2 separate regions of the Mus musculus genome follow, and region 1 is linked to region 2. The links are chromatin contacts, called in public HiChIP or PLAC-seq maps. All regions are on one chromosome and are shown on one strand. The core of a region is the stretch at or near the end of the contact, and the rest is flanking DNA. Distances in the headings are between cores, read along the strand shown. Region 1 has its middle 18 kb from the start of Gm31221. Region 2 has its middle 21 kb from the start of Nrf1.

The links. HiChIP or PLAC-seq counts read pairs in DNA pulled down with a chosen protein or histone mark.
Region 1: an H3K27ac HiChIP or PLAC-seq map of embryonic stem cells shows a contact between it and region 2, with 13 read pairs. The contact joins two enhancer-like sites. A contact is called at or near these places in 1 of 15 datasets of contacts at CTCF or cohesin (large pre-B cells), 1 of 484 Hi-C or Micro-C datasets (bone marrow-derived macrophages), 9 of 115 datasets of contacts at active chromatin or transcription factors (bone marrow-derived macrophages, embryonic stem cells and fetal liver) and 1 of 9 other capture datasets (embryonic stem cells).

Annotation. Positions count from the first base shown.
Region 1 is chr6:30,194,770-30,198,447 of GRCm38.p6, reverse strand. No RefSeq gene overlaps it. Among named protein-coding and RNA genes, the nearest start is that of Gm31221, 18 kb to the right of the region's middle. Within about 2 kb of position 2,132, at least 8 of the 459 cell types and tissues checked have an H3K27ac peak or open chromatin away from gene starts, as enhancers often do. A contact at or near this core is called in embryonic stem cells, where this site is marked.
Region 2 is chr6:30,025,646-30,028,965 of GRCm38.p6, reverse strand. No RefSeq gene overlaps it. Among named protein-coding and RNA genes, the nearest start is that of Nrf1, 21 kb to the left of the region's middle. Within about 2 kb of position 2,070, at least 59 of the 459 cell types and tissues checked have an H3K27ac peak or open chromatin away from gene starts, as enhancers often do. A contact at or near this core is called in embryonic stem cells, where this site is marked.

The DNA of each region.
Region 1 (3,678 bases), core at 883-3,382, 170 kb before region 2:
GTGGGTGGATGTCAGAAAAGAAAAAGGAAAAGAAAAAGAAAAAGAAAAAGAAAAAGAAAAAGGAAAAGGAAAAGGAAAAGGAAAAGGAAAGGAAGGAGAAAAGGAAAAAGAAACAGAAACGGAAAATGGGCAGCTAGGTGGTGGTGGTGAGTGGCTCTAATCCCAGAGAGCCTCAGAACCAGGGTAGGAAGTGAATTCTTAGCCCCAAGCCTTGAAATTCGAATGTGGCTGAGGCAAAGGCAGTGACAGCCAGGCTGGGTCCCAGGCCATCACAGGCAGGGCAGTTAACTGGGGTTGCCTTTGGGGTGCAGGGAAGATGACCTTGGCTGGAACCAGGAAGAAGGAGCTTCGACAAGAGGCCTTCTAGACACATCGCACTTTTACCCTGACCCAGAGTCTCAGCTCCCATCGCTTGGAGTGACATCTGCTTGTCACCATCCGCTTGTCTCCCTGCCGTCAGTCTCCTGGCTCTAGCTGGGATCTGGGCAGCACCAAGGACTACGCAAGGTAGAGCAGGGCCAGCACCGAGCTCCGTCCTCACTCCTGGGGACATGGAGACAGGTCGGAGGCTGAAACTTGAGGCCCTTGTAAAAATTCCAACTAGAGAAGAGCACTCTGGTCTTCCCGCACCTGATACCCCATGTCATAGTCTCCTTTTTAAAGTTATAACGGAATATCTGAAACTGGAACATAGATAATTTTTATGTCCCTGAAAGTCATCATCAGGCTTAGCAGCAAGCATCTTGCCAACCCGAGAGGTCTGGTTTGAACTGTAGTTCTGCAGGCTTGAAGTCCAAGATCCAGTAGGTGAATGTGAGGAGACAGCCGGACAGCACGTGAGGAAGGCAGGTCCAGCCTGCTTCCCAACAACTTGCTTTCCAGGCCTGAAGATAATTAATCTCACTAATTGGGTTTTAAAGCACCCCCCCCCCCCCACAATGTCACCCTCAGGGCAATCAAAAAGGCTGGGGTGCAGCCCGAAGGTGGGACATTTGTCTTCCATGCACAAGGTCTTGGGTCTGCCCAATTTGTACCCCACTTTCTCAGTGTTTCAGGCTGCCCCCATATCTCACTCTCTCCACCTAGGATGTGCCCCACCCCCACCTCAGAGTTTCCCTTCCACTCTGGCCTCTCCATTCCCTCACCCAGGGCCTAATTCCTGAGGGCATTTATCTTCAGTGTGCGATGTGGTCATGTAAGGATGCTCTATCTGCTTGGGGAGAATTACAAGGGCTCCTAGGAAAAACACGTTTTGGTACCTAAGGGTAGCTGTAGGTTTAGAGATAGCCTGGGACTCCAAGGGACATCCAAAGCTGTTGCAGGAGTAGGGATTACAAGGTGTATCCAGGGGGAGGGATGGGGCAAATCCCCTGCCCAGAAAGGGGAGAGGAGCTGCTTGCAGTCCCGGGTCAGACGCATATCATCATCTCAGGTGCTGGAGTGAAGCCCCTGCCATCTTTCCCAGAATCCTCTCTTCTTCCAGGCCAGCTTGGTTAGTACGCCCCTAGCACCTGACTTCAGAGAGGGCCTAACATAGACCTGATCACTTCCGGCGAGGAGAGGGAGGCCCTGTCCAAAACCAAACCAAACCAAACCAAACCAAACCAAAACAAAACAAAAAACCAAAACAAAACAAAAAACCCACTTTGCATGCCAGTAAAGGTGTCCTGAGAGACTTCCGGGATAATTTCCAGACATTTCCGGTCCAGGAACCACTATAACAGGTGACCATATGAACAGTCAATGCTCAGAGTTTGATGAAGCCCCTGTTTGCATTTCTGTTCGTTTTGAGGGAGAGGGGAGGTATTTGGTGGCCCCACCAATGTAGAGTGGAGTCTGGGGGCATGAGCGTCTGAGTTCAGATTACCACCTTACTCTGGAAAGAGGGCACAGGGCCAGCAGGATCGGTGGCCATTACTAATTCATGTGCTCACGGAAGCCAAGTGACCATCTCGGCCTCCGCAACTGGGCCCCCAAGAAGGTCCTGGAGACATGCAGAGTCTAGAGTTGGCCCAAAGCCCACAATCATTTCTGGCCCCAGCAACAACCTGGAAAATAACCAGCCCAGGGATTGGGAGCTCAGACCTAGAGGAAGAGGAGGAGCCAGAAAGAAGCCCCGCCCAGTGCTTTTCCTTTGCCAACCCTGTGACTCACGTGTCACACCCCCACCCCAGGCAGAGGTAGGGGTGGGGAGCCTCCCAGGGCACATGTGTGCCCAGATGCCTCCCTGCGCTCTGATACCATTAACATTTGAATCTCACTTTTGCAAGGGAAATGACCGGTGTTCTGGCCCCTGCCTCCACCCTGGACATCCCGCAGTGTCCTGCCTCTCTGTTTTCTTTCAAGATAAGTGGAGGGCAAGGTGTTCCCTGGTCCTTAGGTACCAGCCTTTCCTGGGCTGGGCCTCAGTCCCCTCACGGCTCACGGATGCCTTTGTGTTTGATGGTCTGTCGGCCTTGCTGCATAAATGTATATACGGTGATCGAAAAGACATTGAGGCCACCATCGTTCCTACTGCCCCGTGTCACTTGTCATTCACAGATGGTCCTAGAGTGACGCAAGGCCAGACAGAACTCCCTCAAGATCACAGGCCTGGCTCTTTCCACAGGCTCATGTCCTGCCCCATGAATAATTTGCAACCGGCTGGCAGGGCAGCCAGTCAGTCATCCACCACATCTCTCTTCTCGACTTTCTGGAACGACAACTCTCCTCTGCTCTGACTGCTGTGGCCCACATTCCTGGGAGCTGAGGGGACACATGGTGGGAATGTGTAGCCTGTTGCTTCTTCTGCTGGAAGGACCACTGTCAGACAAGAGCCCCGCCCTGCCTTCCTGATTACAGTCTCATTCTCAAAATCATTCATTCGGGTCCGACCCAAATACAAATACGACATGAGGATACACACATGCATGAGGCCTTGTGTTCAGCCTCCAACACACACACACACACACACACACACACACACACACACGCGCGCGCGCGCGCTTGACACACTCATACACTCACACGTATATACTCATACACGCTCATACACACACACTCACACACATACACACACTCACACACATACACTTACATACTCTCACACATAATACACATTCACACGTATACATACACTCACACATACACACTCTCACACACTCACTCACACATTTACACTCACATATATACACATATTCACACACTTTTGCACACACACATCCTTTCAGAAGCAAGTCTGACAATCCTCTGAAGAAGCAGGTGAGGAAGCTCTGACACACCAACAGCAGGGAACATGCCCAAGGGGGTTTCCTATTTCTTCTTCCTTCTTCTTCTTCCTCTTCTTCCTCTTCCTTTTCTTCCTCTTCTTCTGTTTTTTTTTTTTAATTTTTATTTGTTTTTTTTGAGACAGGGTTTCTCTGTGTAACCCTGGCTGTCCTGGAACTCACTCTTGTAGACCAGGCTGGCCTCGAACTCAGAAATCCTCCTGCCTCTGCCTCCCAAGTGCTGGGATTAAAGGTGTGTCCCACACCCCAGGTGGAGAGTTTTATTTTACTTTATTTAATTTATTTATTTGTTTGTTTTTCGAGACAGGGTTTCTCTGTGTAGTCCTGGCTGTCCTGGAACTCACTTTGTAGACCAGGCCGGCCTCGAACTCAGAAATCCGCCTGCCTCTGCCTCCCTAGTGCTGGGATTAAA
Region 2 (3,320 bases), core at 821-3,320:
CTTTCATGTTATTGTTATCTGGGAAACAACTTAGTAGGCACCTACTGTGGGCCTAGCTATGGTAAAACAATTCCTAGCTCCGACTCTGGCTTTTACCTACAGCTATCGTCATTAAAGTACAGCCAAGAAAGTAATGGTCCCACAAGGAAGGTGCTAAATCTTACCGAGTTCTTTTGAGGATGTAGAACTGTGTGACTCTTTCTGGGAGACTAGAACAATTGTCTGTTCTGCCAGAGACTAGCTGAATAAAGCAATGAGATTACGGATTCACAAGGGTGTGGCTGACAGTTTACTTGGAGCAGGAAGGATGACTCAAAGGCAGCTGTACCTCCAAAATGCCCACCCCCTGCGTGAGTGACAGCTCACAACCTGTAGGTAGTCCCACAGTAGGCTCTTCTCCCAAGCAATTGTTACCGCTTATACAACTTTGGGTGTGGGTGGGTGTGTTGGGGGTGGATGTTTCAGTAGCTTTCTAAGACTTGTAAATTGTGTTTGCTTCCTGAGTCTTATAAATTTCCTTTCTCCCCGCTCCAGGAGGGACTGATTCACTCCAGAGGAAACCACTACTCAACAACAGACTGAAAATGTACAAAGCTGGAGTAGGCAACAGTATGCTTGTTAGCTCCATAGCAACCAGAGAACCCCTTGTCAGTTCACAAAGGTCTCTGCTACAAAAGAATAAACCAGGGGCTGGAGAGATGGCTCAGCTGTTAAGTGCACTGACTGCTCTTCCAGAGGTCCTGAGTTCAAATCCTAGCAACTGCATGGTGGCTCACAACCACCTGTAATGAGATCTGATGCTCTCTTCTGGTGTGTCTGAAGACAGCTACAGTGTACTTATGTATAATTAATAAATCTTAAAAAAACAAAAATATAAGAGTGAACCAGCATGTGAGGTTCACAAGGACGGGACACTGGGTCTGAAGTCATTTCTCCTCGCTGACATTCACAGCATCTTTTCCATTGAGCCGCTGAATGTACTGCCAGAAAAAGTCCCGTCCCCCCCCAATGATGATAAGGATGCAAAAATCGAAACCAAACCAAACCAAAAACCCTGCGCACATTACCCCTGGCAAGGGCAAGCTGCCTTAAATTGCTTAGATTTTGATGCTAGCTCACAGCAGTTTTCACCAAGCAGGTTAACAGAAGAGAGGATACAGTTTCCATCAGAGGAGCAAGTGGGAATCCAAGGGAATGGTATAGGACAGCTCTACTGGACATTTCCCAGCTCCATCCCAACCACCACGTGGACGTTCCTGGGATGGCTCTAATGTCAGATTCTGTATCATTCAGTTTATCTTGATCTTTCTCTTCTCTCTCCCCACGTCCCCATCCTTAGTTTCTTTCTTCCTTCCTTCCTTTCTCTCTCTCTCTCTCTCTCTCTCTCTCTCTCTCTCTCTCTCTCTCTTTCTTTCTTTTTCGAGACAGGGTTTCTCTGTATAGCCCTGGCTGTCCTGGAACTCACTTTGTAGACCAGGCTGGCCTCGAACTCAGAAATCCACCTGCCTCTGCCTCCCGAGTGCTGGGATTAAAGGCATGCACCACCCCCGGCCTTAGTTTCTTTCTTGACAGTCTCATATATTCTAGGCTATAAACTCATTACCAGGCAAGACTCCCGTGGCCCTCTGACCCCATCTCCTGCGTGATGGGATTATAGGGATGTGCCTGCCCTCAGCTCCTTAGTTATCATGAATTTTTACTTTAGAAAAAACAGTCAGAACCTGTGTGTAGCCGTGGGTGTCTGTAATCCCAGCACTTGGAAAACTGAGGAAAAAAAGATTGTTTGGAGGTCAAGGTCAGCCTGGGCTACAACCCTACTACACCCCGCCCCGTGTTCCAACCCTACAACAGCATAAAAGTAGGCATGGTGGCAATGCTTGAAATTCCAGAGGGGGAGGCAAAGTAATCAAAAGATCAAAGTCATTGTCAGTCAAGTAACTACTGAGAGGAAGGCGGGCCTGGGCTCGGGGAAAGTTGCTATGAAGCGGGTGGGGCTTAGAGGCGAGGAGGAAGGAGAAAGGATTCCTTCACTGCACTCAGATTCTAGCTCCACTCAGACAAACTTGTTTCCAGGCTGGAGTACTTCCTGTCCGGCTCCAGGCCCCACCCTATGGCCTCGGGCTCCATTTCCTCTTAAGTCACGCACCCGCTGGTTTTAGTTTTAGTGTTTTCCCCCTTTCAGAAATGTGTCTGATAGTTACAACTGTGTCCGTCCATCTGTTTCTTGGCAGAAAAACTTTGGGGGTCCCTTAGGCTTCTTCCCATTTACCCTATCTCTCAGTTCAAGCTGTTAGTGTTCCTGCTGTAATAAAATTCTGGGGTTGAGGTTGGGTGTGGTGATGTATGGCTTTAAACCCAGCACTCAGATCTCTGCGAGTTCAAGGCTAGTCTGGACTACACTGAGAGCTCCAGGACAGCCAGAGCTTTGTAGGGAGACCCTGTCTCAAAAAGCAAAGCAAAATAACACGTGTACACACGCACGCACACACACACACACACACACACACACACACAAAACCCTCAGGTGGAAAGACAGCTTAGCAGTTGTTCCTATAGAGGATCCGGGGTCAGTCAATTCCTAGCACACACATGGTGGCTCACTTCTACCTGTACTTCTAGTTCTAGGGGGATCTGACTCTCTCCACTGGCCACTAAGGGCAGCAGACATGTACGTGGTATATATATATATATATATATATATATATATATATATATATATATATATATATATATATGTAGAGAGAGAGAGAGAGAGAGAGAGAGAGAGAGAAAGAGAGAGAGTCAGACAGACAGACAGACAGTCATATCTAGAAAATAAAAGGGTCTGAAGAGATAGTTCAGCAGTTGAGAGCACTTGCTATTCTTGCAGAAGAACTGAATTCAGCTCCTAGCGACTACATTTAGCAGTTCTAAACTGCCCTTAACACCAGCTCCACGGGATTTCAACACCTTCTTCTGGCCTCTGAGGTCACCAGCACATCAATGGCATACATTCACACAGATGCAGGAAACAGACACATTTAAAAAAAAAAGAAAGAAAGAAAAAGAAAAAAAAAAAAGAAAAGCCAGGCGTGGTGGCGCACGCCTTTAATCCCAGCACTCGGGAGGCAGAGGCAGGCAGACTGAGTTTGAGGCCAGCCTGGTCTACAAAGTGAGTTCCAGGACAGCCAGGGCTATACAGAGAAACCCTGTCTCGAAAAACCAAAAGAATAAAATAAAAAAATAAAATAAAATAGGGGCTGGAGAGATGGCTCAGCGGTTAAGAGCACTGACTGCTTTTCCAGAGGTCCTGATTTCAATTCCCAGCAACCACATGGTGG